Linked DNA regions of Macaca mulatta: region 2 is linked to region 1. A link is a contact called in public Hi-C data. All regions are on one chromosome and are shown on one strand. Each heading gives the region's core, a stretch centred on a gene start, on an enhancer-like site or on the middle of the called end of the contact. The rest is flanking DNA. Distances are from core to core; before and after follow the strand shown.

Evidence for each region. A called contact is a pair of places that touch in the nucleus more often than the background predicts.
Region 2: a contact with region 1 is called in a Hi-C map of fetal cortex germinal zone, with 5 times the contacts expected there. The contact joins two enhancer-like sites. A contact is called at or near these places in 5 of 14 Hi-C or Micro-C datasets (CD4 T cells, blood, fetal cortex germinal zone and 2 more).

The regions. Positions count from the first base shown.
Region 1 is chr1:117,348,071-117,355,447 of T2T-MMU8v2.0, forward strand. The region is part of intron 1 of H2BC18 (H2B clustered histone 18); the gene reads left to right. Among named protein-coding and RNA genes, the nearest start is that of FCGR1A, 12 kb to the right of the region's middle. Within about 2 kb of position 5,906, at least 18 of the 40 cell types and tissues checked have an H3K27ac peak or open chromatin away from gene starts, as enhancers often do. A contact at or near this core is called in fetal cortex germinal zone, where this site is marked.
Region 2 is chr1:117,637,348-117,644,724 of T2T-MMU8v2.0, forward strand. No RefSeq gene overlaps it. Among named protein-coding and RNA genes, the nearest start is that of TRNAQ-CUG, 13 kb to the right of the region's middle. Within about 2 kb of position 3,739, at least 32 of the 40 cell types and tissues checked have an H3K27ac peak or open chromatin away from gene starts, as enhancers often do. A contact at or near this core is called in fetal cortex germinal zone, where this site is marked.

The DNA of each region.
Region 1 (7,377 bases), core at 4,656-7,155:
TATTGCTAAACAAAGTGAATTTAGGTTCTAGAAAGTTAAAAAGAAAACCTGGAATTCCAATTCCAGGTGATATAGGAGGGAGGTAGGGAGAGCAAGAGTGAAGAGAAGTAAAACAGGCTAAGTAAGATTTATGTTATAAATAAATAGGATACAGATACTATTACTGTAGAAGTTAGAAAAATATGGGCTTACGTGGTGGGTCACACGTAATCCTGGCACTTTGGGAGGCTGAGGCAGGAGGATCATTTGAAGCCAAGAGTTCGAGATCAGCCTGGGCAACAAAACAAGACCCCTGTCTCTATAAAAAGTAAAAATATTAGCCAGGCATGGTTACATGCACCTGTAGTCCCAGCTACTTAGGAGGCTGAAGGAGGAGGATTGCTTGAGCCTAGGTGGTCGAGGCTGCAGTTAGCTATGATTGCACCTTTGCACTCTGGCCTGGGTGACAGAGCAAGTTCCTGTCTCAAAAAAAAAAAAAAAAAAAAAAAGGTTTAAAAATACATTTATATACGGTACTAGAAGGGTATCTCATATTCATAAAGGTAGTGCTCCATTAAGGAATGACCATGAATTATTTGCATTTAACAAGGATACACACACATATGTGCATGTAAGTCAACAATCACAGTGATAAGTTTAATACACCTTTCTTAGGAATTGACAGATCCAGTTGATTGAAACTTATTGAGGATATGGAGAATTTGAAGAACATGGTTAATAAGATTAATCATAACTATAATTATGCCTATGCCATCTTATATTCAAAATAGGAAAGTTACCTTATTTTCAGATTCACATGGACTATTGACAAAAATTGACCATAAGTGAGATGGCAAATTAAGTCTCAAGTGTTGAAAAGCTGAAACCATATAGGACCAGGGCATAGTTAACTGATTATAAAACAATAAAATAATCAAACGTGCCCTCCTTAAGATGTACTCTTAGGAAAAAGCACATGGGTTAAAAGGGATATCAGAATAAAAATTACACACTCTTTAGAAATAACAAGAGCACTATAATTCAACCATACCCTGAGACTTCACAAGCTTTGGTCCCAGTAAGCTAGAATTCAAATCTTAGCCCTATATTTAAATAACTCATTGAATTGCTATTTCTTATCCCAATTATCTGTCATTCCACTGTGGAATATATTTCATGGCAAATAATATTAAAACCTATGTGAAGCAGTCAGGAGAAAATTCGTAGCTTTAAAATGCATTTAAGAGAAAATAATTGGTGGGCAGATCGCCTTGGACTCCCAATTATTGCCTCAGGAGTTGGAGACCAGCCTGGACAACATGGCAGGACCCTGTGTCTCCAATAGATACAAAAATTAGCTGGATGTGCTGGTGCATGGCTATAGTCCCAGCTACTAGGGAGGCTGAGACAGGAGGATCGTTGAGCCTGGGAGGCGGAGGTTACAGTGAGTTGAGATCATGCCACTGCACTCCAGCCTGAGCAACAGAGAGAGCATTAAGTTTTTAACTCAAACACTAATAAAGGAACACAACAAAAACCTGTGTAAAGTAGAAGGAACAAACTAAGATGAAAGCATAGTCAATGAAACAGATCATACCTTCCTATTCCACCAAAATGGAATTTATAAAACCAAAGGCTGTTCTCTGAAAATAAAATTAGAGTTAATCCTTCCATAAGCTTACTATTGAAAAAGCACATAAGTAATATTAGATATAGAAGATACTAAAGTGATGTGTATTTTTGATATAAATATATTTGCAATTGTAGACAAAATGGTGACTTTTCCATACACATTACCAAAGTTGAGCTAAGAAAAGTAAAATACCTGAATAAAGAATAACTATAAGATAAACAGAAAAAAAAATCAGATATACATATCCTTAAAAATAGTACCAAGGCTGGGTGTGGCACCTCAACACCTGTAATCCCAGCACTTTGGGAGAGCGAGGTGGGTGGATCACTTGAGGACAGGAGTTTGAGACCAGCCTAGCCAACATGGTGAAACCTTGTCTCTACTAAAAATACAAAAATTAGTCAGGTGTGGTGGCGTGTGCCTATAATCCTGGCTACTTGGCAGTCTGAGGCAGGAGAATCACTTGAACCCAGGAGGCAGAGATTGCAGTGAGCTGAGATTGCGCCACTGTACTCCAGCCTGGGTGACACAACAAGACTCTGTCTCAAAAAACAAACAAAAGCAAGCCCAGGCAGCATTACCAAACACTGAGGAGAGAACATTCATATCATACAAATTGATCAAAATAATAGAATAGTATTAAAAGCCACCTACTGAGTGTGAGACAATGACAACAGATATTATGAAGGCTAAATGAAATAACCCATGAAAGGTAAATAAGCGTTCGGTAAATTAAAATAATAAAGTTGACTATTATGTGCCATGATATAGATTTCATAGTAGAATGAAAGGATAAAATAATTGGGATAAGAAATTGCAATTCAAGGAGCTATAGAAGTGCAGGACCAAGATTTCAATTCAGTCATGTCCCGAAATTTTACAATCTTTCGTCACAATAAACTAGAATTCAAGGTAGAAAATGATTATTTTCTAAAATAAAGATGGTACTTATAAACCTACGTAAATGCCCATTTCTCCTCTTTGAGGTCTTTTTCTGACCTTCCAGAAGTGGGCCTTGAAGTCACAGCCAGGCTCCAGAGGACCGCTGTTTCACTGGATAGCATGCCATTTCTTCTTCAAAATTAAATTATCTTCTCAGAGAATACCACATTTGGGGAATTTAGTTTACTTCTCGAGAATCCCTAACCCAATTATTTCCAGTCTTCCTTAGAGATTTTCTTTCTCCATTAACTCCCATTTTATGTCTGGGAATCTTTTACTTTCACATATGCTCCCTCTCCGCAATTTATTCTTTTTTTATCTTCTCTAAGTGTTAAGGAGTAGTATGTACCTAGTGCGATAGGGAGATGAAGGGGAAAGGCAGAAAAATGAGCTTCTTACCCTTTGGAAGTTTTGACCCCACATTGAGAAACAAAACCAGAAGTGGAGAATAGAGGGAGAAGGACAGCAAACAATTTTATTGGTTCCCATTTTCCTGCCAATGTGCATTAACAAAGAAGTCTAAACCTAAAAGACCTTATGCAAGACCAGATTTTCACATTACTAGCTTTGTGTGTGTGTGACATCCTGCTTTCCATTGCCAAGCTTAAGATATATGTGTCTTAAGGTCTTTCAGTTTTTATATTTGGTCTTTCAGTTTTTAGATTTGCATCTAAAAAGCTGAGCATTGAACAAAGACAGAGTGGGGTTTTTAGAAGCGGCCTTACAGAAGCAAAACAAAAGCAGTTAATCATACAGTGACAGGTTATGTAATCTATAGCATAACATAACTTGGGACCTTGCATAGCTGGTGACCCTGTAGTTGCATTGAAAGAAAAACAAAAACTGGCTAAATACAGACATTTGTAAATAATAATGTTTAAGAAGCCTGGGGAAAGAGTAACAGTAAAAGAATCTGTCTTTCTCTTTTTTTTCCTTCAACCTTGCTCTGGAAGGAAGAGGTGTCTGGAGCCTATTCCTTTGGCCTTGGCTATTCGGACAGCGTTATCTTATAATTGTCCTTGAAGTGAGCTTGCTAGGCAGAGGAAAACTTGTTCTCTTCTTTTAACCCTTGACTTGCCACATTCTGGGCCTTAGCTTTTACTTTTCTTGGAGTGAATAAATGCAGTACTTACTTATTTTTTTAAAAAAATTTCTACCTCAGCTATGAGACTGGTAATAATCAATTTTTATTATTATTATTATTATTTGAGACAGGATTTCCCTCTGCCACCCAGGCTGAAGTGCAGTGGTGCGATCTTGGCTTACTGCAGCCTCCACCTCCTGGGCTCAATTGATCCTCCTACCTCAGTCTCCCGAGTCGCTGGGACTACAGGCGTGTGCCACTGGCTAATTTTTGCATTTTTTGTAGAGATGGGGTTTGCCATGTTGCCCAGGCTGGTCTCCAACACCTGACTCAAGCGTCTGCCTGCCTCCGCCTCCCAAAGTGCTAGGATTACACGCATGTGGCCAATAATTACTTCTGAAGATTCTAACAATACCATTTACAATGACACAAAAATGAAGGACCTAAGAATACATCTAACACATCTAGAGAGAATATTATAATATTGTTGTGAGACAGTAACAGTGACATAAATAAATAAATGGAGAGTTCATGGATTGGAAAGTCAATGTTGGAATGATATCAATCCTCCCTAACCCTCTCCCTCCCGCCCCCAAAAGATCTACAGATTTAGTGCAGTCCCACTCCAAATCCAATCGTTTTCTCAGGAGAATTTGACATAGTTGATCTCTCTTTCTTGAGGCATTTTCTTCTCTGTTTTTCCTCCTACCTCACTGGCTACTCCTTATCAGTATCCTCTGCTGTCACCTCTTCTACGCAACCTCTAAAATGTGGCATGTTTCACGGTTCAGGCTTAGACCTTTTTCTATCTGTACTTCCCCCTCACATTGTCCTTTCTAGTCCTCTGACTCTAAATACCACATCTATATGATGATTGGCAAATTTGTATCTCTAGTCCAGGATTCTTCATATATCCCTTGCTTTTTCAATAGTTACACTTAAATGTCAAATAGGAATCTTAACATGTCCAATATGAAACTTTTGCTTCTTGCTACCCTGTTCCCCTCCTCCAACTTGCTTTCTCAATTCTGTCAATGGACTATTTATTGCTTTGGCCCCAAATCTAGGTGTTTTCCCTCCCATTCTTCTCTTTCTCACATTCCCTACATCTAATCAATAAGAAACTTTGTTGACTCTTCCTACAAAACATCTTCCAAATGTGACCACTCTCAATAGCTCCACTGTTACCATGTTAGTCCAGGCTGCCACTGCCTCTCACCTAGATTCCTAACTGGTCTCCTTGCTTCTGTTGTCTTCTCTACAGCTTGGGGGATCTGTCTCAACTAAGCCTGGTGGCAGTGAGGACCGTCAGCCCCCTCCCAGCCAGCTGTCAGCTATGCCTCCATTCTGTCTGGTTCTCAGGGCTGGAATCGCTGGGCAGGTCTAGCTAATCCTTGGCCCTCCTAGGAAAAGATTCCTAAATCCTGAAGGCATTTAGCTAGGAAAGATCCAGAATGGACCAAGCTATTCCTGTTTTACCCCAAACCGGGTTGGTCTGCTTTGGGGATTACTTCTCAGGTTAGGACCCTCTGAGTGTTCTGAAACGGCCCGGACTCTTACAGAAGCTCTTGTGGTCCTACAATGAATTTAGGGGTCTCCATACCGAGCCTGGAAGGTGAGGAACGACCGCTAACGACCCACAACGACCCACCCTCCCAACCTAATGCCGGTTCTACTCCGCCTGTCCACTCTGGGGAGCTGTGCTTTGACTTGGAAGCCCTCGGATTGAAGGATGGGCCCAAGACCCTCACAGGTGAAGCCTCGGTAGGTCCCAGGGAGAAGAAAGACATTCTTCCACCCTGCGATCCCCCAAAAGTCCGACCCACCCTCCTCCCCACCAGATGCATCAGATCCCTCCAGGGCCTCATTGTCAGTCCTGTAATCTTTTCATCCGTGATAGGATGGGCCGTGGACCCTTGTGGGTGAAGCTCGGCGGTTTCCGAGTCCATGTGGGTTGGCCCCTGCGGAGCCTGGAGCCTTCTTGCCTGCGGGCTTGCTGATCCCGCGGAGCCAGCCAGCTCCCTTCCTGCTTCTGACGGCGAGGGAACCAGCTGGGAGGTCCTCCGAGCTGGACGGGGAGGCGGGCGGCCGTTCGCACTCCTCACCCGCTCTCTCCCTACCGCCGCCGCCTCTGGCCGCTCTAGCGCCAGTCCAAGAAGCTGGGACGGCTGCTGGGAACCCAGCGCCGTCCTCCCGCTTGCTGTGATCTATCAGTCCTACTCTTCGCGGAGGCTCGGCCTGGCGCACCTCAGGCCCGCAGCAGAACCAAGGCTTGGCGGCAGCTGCAACCTCCACAGACGGCAGCTGCAACCTCCATAGACGGCCGCCAGGTGGCGCCGTACCGGGGCCCGAGAGCAGGCAGGGCCCGGGGCGGGGTGGGAGCGACTCAAAGCTACGCGCCTGGGGAGGCCGCGGGCCCTCGCGGACTACGGAACATGCATCCTGCCGCCGGATTTTCACATCTGCCGGCCCAGAAGAAACAATGACGTTGGGATTTTGGGGGACTGCCCCTTGACTCGGGCGAATCAGACACGAACGGCCGACCCCTTGCTCTCTTCCATCCGCCTGCCGCTGCTCCCACCCACCGACTCCTAGAGCTCATTTGTCGCTTCTGCAGCCTCCAGGAATGCAAATAATTTCTCACTGGGTTTTGGTGAGGGCGGAGCTGCGGAGAAGCGCTAGCCCAACAGCTTTCGCCGCAGCTGGGTTCCCGGGCGCCGGCGGCTGGGGCCCTCAGATGGGGGCGGAGGCTGCAATATGCACAGGCGGCCACAGTGTGGCGCAAGCGCCCTGCCGTGGGACACGCTCGGCGCGCGACGCTCCAACCCATCATTTACGGGTCAAATAATCTAGAATCAAGTTGCTACGTGTGTCATACTCTTCCTGTTTTTTCCCTAAACTTTCAGTAGAGTCATTTACATAGTTCAGTTTTTATCTCAGCTATGTTACAGAGTGGCAGGAAAATATTTTGTCTCCAAATTACAGCCCAAGTGTGAGCAGCGTATCCTGAAGCTAGTTAGTAATCAACCAGAAAATCAGGAAGGTAAAGCAAACCTCTGGAGGCAAGGTCTGGACTCTGTGATATCGCCGCTTCTACCTACTTGAAGTTTCTCCTTGCAGTGCCGCACTTGGAGATTTGGACTTAATTGTTAAACAAAAAGAACAGTTACATTCTGCCTTCCTACAGGACAAGGGCCTAGGACTGGCAGCATTTCTGTTGTCTCTAGAAATACAGGGGTTATGAGAAAGCCTCAAAAGAGAGGGCAAGAATAATATATCCATCTGTCATCATGAGTTACCCCCTTGTATGCCTAGAACATACATGGGGACATTCTCTTTTAGTAAAGTCAAAGAGAAAAGCCATGAACTAAGTGTCCTGAACACAGAGGCGTCAGCCCTCTCAGTCTCACAGTCCCTTAGGAGTCATTTGTAAGTTCTATCTCCTTCCTTATCGTCTATACTATTCCCTCTTGTCTCCCTGAAATCTGCCCACTCCTGGCTGTGTGTGTGTCTCTTTGTCTCCCTCTCTCTCATTTTGTCTCTTTCTCTATCTTAATCTTCTGTACATATGCACCCACTCACCTTGTTACCTTGTTCTGAGAAATGAAGTACTATTTTTCAAACTATGTAATAGGATTATTATCAGGCTAGGCTTGATTTGTAAGTTTTTCAAGATTTCTTTAGAGTAGGCCTCATTTAAAGTCATCTTTGATGACCAAATTTCCAAATGTATCCCAGT
Region 2 (7,377 bases), core at 2,489-4,988, 290 kb after region 1:
GAGAGAAATTTCATTTTAGAACCAGACAAATTAAATGGGAGACTTACTTCCAATGAGACCTAGAAATTTCTAAATTTCTAAAATTTCTGTAAGAACAGAGAAAATTGCCTCCATTGAGGAAGTAAGCTGAGGGAGGTAAACTGACACGTTTTCTGAATTGAGAAATATTGAGGAGGCTTTGTCTCTTTCGCCTCCAACTGCTCCTTCTCCTCCTGCCCCTGTGCCTGCATAGTTTTTCTTACCTGAGCCTTCCTGTCCTGCCTTGCCTCTTCTTCCATCACCATCACCCGAGGAAAGTCCCCAGGGCTCTGGCCCCTTCCCTGAAACTTCTGTTCTGACAGCCCCTTTCAAGGTAAAACCCACAGGAAGAGGGGAGCCTACCATTGTGTATACCGCTTCACCAAAATGTGAATTAAGAATATTATAAAAGACTTCCATGGTCTAAATGTAAATACATTTCACTCTTCTGTTTCTAAAGCAGGCTCCAAGATTCTACAGGGTTTGACAGAAAATTTGACTTAACTGTTGAAACCTTTGAGCCCAAATATTCTGACCTTTATCAATTAATTCACATGCTGGTGAAGAAGGCAAGGTCAGTAACTGGTTGCAAAAGGCAAATTGGAAGGATTTTCAAAAGAGACTGAAGCAGAACATGAAAGGTTAACATTTTAGCCAAATATCTCCATGTTGCCATTCCCCAGGTCCTTCCTAAAAACATAGATTGGAGGATAATTCAGCAATGTGAAGCCAGACAAATCTGTCTTTGCTTACCTAAAATGGTTTGAGAGCCAGGTATGGTAGCTCATGCCTGTAATCCCAGCACTTTGGGAGGCCGAGGTGGGAGGATCACTTGAGGTCAGGAGTTCGAGACCAGCCTGCCAACATAGTGAAACCCTGTCTCTACTAAAATACAAAAATTAGCCAGGTGGCTACTCAGGAGGCTGAAGCAAAAGAATCGCTTGAACCCGGGAGGCGGAGGTTGCAGTGAGCTGAGATCCTGCCACTGCAATACAGCCTGGGTGACAGAGCAAGACTCCATCTCCAAAAGAAAAAAAAAAAAAGAAAAAGAAAATTAGTAAGGTAGTAGAAATATAATGCACACGAGAATGATAATCATGAAGACAATCTCTATTCCAGAATAGTAAGGAAACCTATTCCATTAGGGAGCCAACTGAAAACATCAAATCCCAGTTCACACCCCAGGGTGTGGTGTCACCTGCCTGTAGTCCCAGCTACTTGGGAGGATTAGTAAGGAGGTTTGTTTGACTTCGTGAGGCCAAGGCAGAAGTAAACCCTGATCATGCCACCGCACTCCAGCCTGGGCAACAGTGAGACCTTGTCTGAAAAACAAACAAACAACCCCACAAAACCAAACAACAACAACAACAAATTGTCACATCACTCTGAAATGACAGTGGCAAACATAACTTTGTTATTGGAAAATTAAAAGAAAAATACTCCCTCTTGCTATCAACCTGCCCTCTTGCTCTAACATGTCTGACCCATGGTTTAAAATGCCCAAACCTTGATGTACTCAAATTATAGTACACTTACCTGTTCTGCACCAGCATTTATCTTTCTCTGGAGGACATCACCATCCATGGTCCTATAATGTCTAACAGCATGGAATGATGAAGGGCAGTGTCTTTTAGGATATTTGGACACACACACACACACACACACACACACACACACACACACACACACACACCCCTCTCTGAAGAAATCCAGCATTGGGCGAGTTCCCTCAAACTTTTCACTAGGCATGACCACTGCTCTATTTTAGACAGAGATTCTACGGGGCAAAACCTGAGAATTATCTGCCTGGCTATCAAGAAGATAGCTCCTTTCATTTTTGGGGGAGAACACTTTTGCTTCAAGGGACTGTTTCCTCCCAGGATTACAAATCTTTCTGTAACCTCAGGAAACATTGCTGATGAAAACCAGGCATGGTGGCTCTGGCCTGTAATCCCAGTGACCCAGGAGCTGAGGTGGGAGGATCACCTAAGCCCAGGAGTTCCAGGTTGCAGAGAGCTATGATGGCACCACTGCTCTCCAGCCTGGGCCACAGAGCCAGACACTGTCTCTGAAAGAAAAAGAAAAAGAAAGAAAAACATTGCTGATGAAACTGTGGCCTCTTTTGCAGCTCAATAAAAAGCTGGCTAAGGTTGTAGTAGATAATCACATCACTTTAGATGATACATTTAGCCGAGCAGGGAGATGTATGTGTGGTGGCAAATACCTTTTGTTATATATACATAAATATTTCCCATGCCGTAGAACCTTCTCTAGAAGAAATCAGAAAAGAAGCCACTTGGCTACAAGAAATCATTAAAGAAGAAATGGGATTTGAAGTTTTCCCTGATGTTTTCAGTTGGCTGCCTAATGAAATAGGTTCCCCTACTGTTCCAGGATACAGATTCTCTTTGTGATTATCATTCTTGTGTGCATTATATTTCTACTACTCAAATCAATGTTATGTATTTCTCATTGTTTTACTTCTTTTGAGAAACTGAATTCATGGTACTCTAAAGACTAGAGATGATTCAACAAGTGACAGCAACTATCGAATTGGCCGAGATGGTTCTCTCTCTCTCTCTCTCTCTCTCTCTCTCTCCCCTCCCCCCTTCTGTGATGCCACACCAATTCAGCTTTTGGGCACCGTTAAAAATTCCTCAGTAAGAGGGCTCCTTTCCTCCCCTGCCCCCAGTGTGGGACAGGACTATCTGGGAATGAGCCTTTCTGGCAAGGAGGGACACAACTTTTGATCGACAAGGCTTTCAAGAAAATCCTTTTATCTAAAGGGAGAATGAGAAAAGAAGACAATTTTTTTTTTTTTTTTTTTTTTTTTTTTTTTTTTTTTTTTTTGAGACGGAGTCTGGCTCTGTTGCCTAGGCTGAAGTGCAGTGGCACAATCTCGGCTCACTGCAACCTCTGCCTCCCGGGTTCAAGTGATTCTCCTGCCTCAGCCTCCCAAGTAGCTGGGATTATTGGTGCCCACCCCTACACCCGGCTCATTTTTTATATTTTTCGTAGAGACGGGGTTTCACCATGTTAGTTAGGCCTTGAAATCCTGACCTCAGGGGATCCAACCGCCTCAGCCTCCCAAAGTGCTGGGATTACAGGCGTGAGCCACCGCGCCCAGCGAAGAAGAAAACTTTCATGAGAAGTGTGAGCCTTTTCAAATTCTCAGGCCCAGAGAGGCATTACATTGAGACAGCAACCACATTCCGCTTCCTTTTTGTACAATACTGTATTTGAAAAACAAAAAACCAAAACGGCAAGATTCATGAAATTGGACAACTTTCTTTAAAACACTACTACTGGTAAAACCAATAAGGATGGCTGGTTTCCAGTCATCTGAGCAGCCTCTCTAGTTTCATAGATATGATTTCTCCCTGATATTGAAGGGCTTCCAATTTTAAGTGGAATGCTACTTCACAAAGATAACCAGGTTTGAAAGGAACAGGTTTTCCTTGTAATCCTAAACGTTCCAGTCCGCGAATTAAAAGCCATTTTTTGAAGACGGGCGCACAGGCTTCCAGCTCTCCTCCAGAAGGGTCCACCGCAGGACACAGGTTAAGTAGTCCCTTCTCTGGGAGAGACTAGATGCGGGGTCTCGGCGCACCTCTGCAAAGGACAAGGCGGGAAGGAAAGGAGGGACAGGCAGACGTCACTTCCCTCGCCGGCTCCAGCAGCGGGTTGGTCGGCTGAGTGGCGGAGGGTGGGGCGGAAGAGCAGAAGGGGACTGGGAAAGGCACTGTTGGTGACATCACCGATAGGGCGTTCCTATGTAGATGAGGCAGTTCAGGGTTGCTGCTTCGCCACGGAGGAGTTCCCGTGCTGTAGGAGCAAGTCCAGGAGCTGGCTGGACGTGAGAGTCCCAGCTGTGTGTTAGGGCTAGGAGGGCTCGGAATGGTTGGGGATTGGCGGGGATGGCTCTCGGGGCAAGTGACAGTGTAAAGGGTAAGGCGTATGGAGCTGTGGCGGGCGGAGGTACGTAAAAGCCCTTTGCCCGGCAGGGGAAATGCCATGGTCAGCCAAGTGGTTCATCTTTAAGAGTGAGGCTCATCCATTGCACCCCAGATATGCTGTTCTCTGTTATTTCTCCTAATGTGTAAGCTCAGCTGCGTAACTTGCAGTAATGAAGCAGAAGTTAAGGGGAAAAAATAGGTTTTACCATACTTGACTGACTCCAAGGCCAGCAATAGATAGAGCCCTAGCAGATCCTTGGTAACACCGTCTGAAAAGCCAGAGCCCCAAGGAATGAGTTCCAGAGACGGTCTCTACACAGTCCGCCCCTAGCAAGGATAAGAAGAAATAACAACAAATGCCTTTACTACCTTCTCTTTCCCCCTTACCACTTCTCATTACTCAAGTTGTGTAAGTTCCTGATTTTCCTTCAGTGCAGCTGCAAGGTCACCAGCTATGCTTGCGTTGCAAGACCTGTCACAGTTGAATTAACTGCGTTCTTTCTGCTTCTGTAAGCCCTCTTGCCTGCCCCGCGAATTTCGCGCCATCCCGCTGGCGCCATTCAAACTAGCCAACCCCATTGGGAAGAGTGTATAAAAGTCAAGCCCTGTCTTTGTTCCAGGCTCAAACTTTGGATGTTAATCTGCTGGGCCTGAGTGCACTCAAAATCCTCCTGTTCCACCCGTTGGCCTCTCCGGTCTCCTGATTTCCGCAACAATAGTGGGGGGACTGCGTTCGCACTTTCCCCTGGTCTTTCATGGTATGAATGATAGACAACATTTTTATTCTCCTATAGTCGCAGACTCGGTCTCAATGATTCTATGGTGTGGTCAGCTGTTTTTGTTTTTGTGAGACCTTGTTTTCTTGTTTACTGTCCTGGGACAGATGTCTGTAGTCACTTGTTTCCTCAGGAGGCAAATTTCAGTCTCTGTGGGGGAGGTCTCTCACCTTAGCTGCGGGGGTACTTGGCAGGTGGAGCTCAGGGATCTAGGCTTCCCTGCTTTGTAGACTCCTCAATGGTTCCCAGGGCCTACTGGCTTTCAACACCACTTGAAAACCTCAGGGTTTTTCTGCTATCCCCAGAATCACCTCTTACACAGCCTCAAGCAATCCACCCATCTTGGCCTCCTGAAATTCTGGGATTACAGGTGTGAGCCACCGTGTCTGGTTATAATGCCCTTTCAACTGGACTTTTGAGTATTCTTAAAAATTCCTCAGTGAGGTGGCTCCTTTCCTCCCTGTCCCCTGCCTGAGATAGGACTATCTGCGAATGAGCCTTTCTGGCAAAGAGGGACACCTTGACTGAGCTTTTGATCATCAATGCTTTCAAGAAGAAAGATTTTTTAAAAAAATTTTATCTGAGGAATGTGAGCCCTTTCAAATGATCAGGCCCAGAGAGATGTTAAATCGAGACAGCAACCACTTTCTGTTCCTTCCTTTTGAGCTATGTATTCATCTGTTGAAACTGCTTGCTATCACCTCAAGTAGCTATAAATTATCCTAATAATCCCACACCAAACGCTGTACCCCATACCCTATAACTTAACAACGTATAGCCAATCACCAATCAATGTAATTTCTGTAAACCAATGAGAATTCCTGACAGGCCCCTTTCTATCAGCCCACTGTCTGTCCCTGCTTTTGACCTTTAAAATCCTGTTTGTGACAAAGGCCAAAGGGAGCTCAGATCCAACGTTCTTTGGGTGTGAGTCTTCCAGGCAGCTGTCTTCATGTTGGCTCAAGTAAACTCTAAATTATATTTTGTGCCTCAGCCTCTTTCTTTTAGGTCAACATGTTCAACAACAGTCGAATGAATAAATAAGTTAATGTATATTCATACAAAGTAATACACACAGAAACAACCATATGAATCAGATGAAAACTTCATAGACATAAGACTGAGTGAAAGAAATCAAATCTATGCCTCTGCTTCTGAAACTGCCTTTGCAAAAATTATAACTGGGACAATTTTCATGGTGAAAGAGATCTGACCTGATTCCATCTTATTTCTAATGTCCAAGTTGTCCTTGCTCATTCCTGGGTTAAGACCGAAATAACTTTGGGAGGAACTTAGTTTACGGTTTATCTGTGAAACAAACATGATAATATCCCCCTTCCTGCCTGGGAACTAGACTGCCTTTGCAGGACTAACAAATTAGCCATGAGATTAGAAATTATGGTTTAGGAGTCATGTTAGCCTCTGGCTGCAAGATTCTAAACCTCCCCAAATTGTTCCTGGAGATCACGTCATTATTGGAAAACCTCAGATCAGTGCTTGAGGTATTTTGCTGACCCTGCACTCAGTGGATCAGCTGGCACCAGCTAGACTGATAACCTGGCTCATCTGATCTTGTGGCCCCCACGCGGGAAATAACCCAGCAGAAGACAACAACTTCAGCTCCCTCTGATTTCATCTCCAACCTGACCAATCACAACTCCCAATTCACTGGCCCCCATCCACCAAATTATCCTTAAAAACTGGTCCCAGAATTCTTGAGGAGACTGATTTGAGTAAAAATAAAAGTCTGGTCTCCCACACAGCCAGCTCTGTTTAAATAAATCTTTATTGCAATTCCCCTGTGTCGAAAAATTGGCTCTGTCTAGGCAGCAGGCAAAGTGAACCTGTTGGGCAGTAACACTCCTGCCGCCAAAACCCACTACACACTGTATGACTCAGTTTATATGAAAGTAAAGGGCAGGAAAAACTTGCCTGATAAATTTGCAGAGACGGGGGTGAAAACCATTAATAAGTCTGTGGAGTATTGTCAGAGTTTGGTATTGTAGTCTACATATTAAAAGTAATCAGTTAAACACTTGAAATAAAATTTCCCCCAAATATGTTTGCCAAATTTGGATGACTTTGTTTCTGTCTTTGCAGAATATAAAGTGTTGACATGAGGTAAGCGCTAAGGTCTAGAGAAGGCAGTGGAAGAGATGACAAAACGACTCCAGCACCATGCCTGAGTCCAGTGTGCCCTGCTGGGGCTGCACATTTTTGTACACTGCTGTATTGTTATGCCCAGACCCTCTGTTCCCCAAAGAAGACCACCAGAGTCCAGAGTCAAAGCCAAGCGGCAAGGATCTTTACGACAAGTTCGAACTTGGTCCCTCCATTACACAGCATACAAGAGGGCCCCGAACAATGCGAGTGTTTGCTTTTTATAGCCCGAAAGTTACAGGGGAACAAAGGAATTCTTTTGGTTCCCGCGCTTTCAGTAAAACTTTGAACGGCTGCCTCCTTATCGGAGACTTTTCCAGGTGGTGTTTGTACTGGGCTCAGGAAGTTTGAGAGATATATGGCGATATGTGGTGGGATGGGAGGATGGGATGTGTTTGTACTGGGCTCAGGAAATTTGAGAGATATATGGCGATATGTGGTGGGATGGGAGGATGGGATGTGTTTGT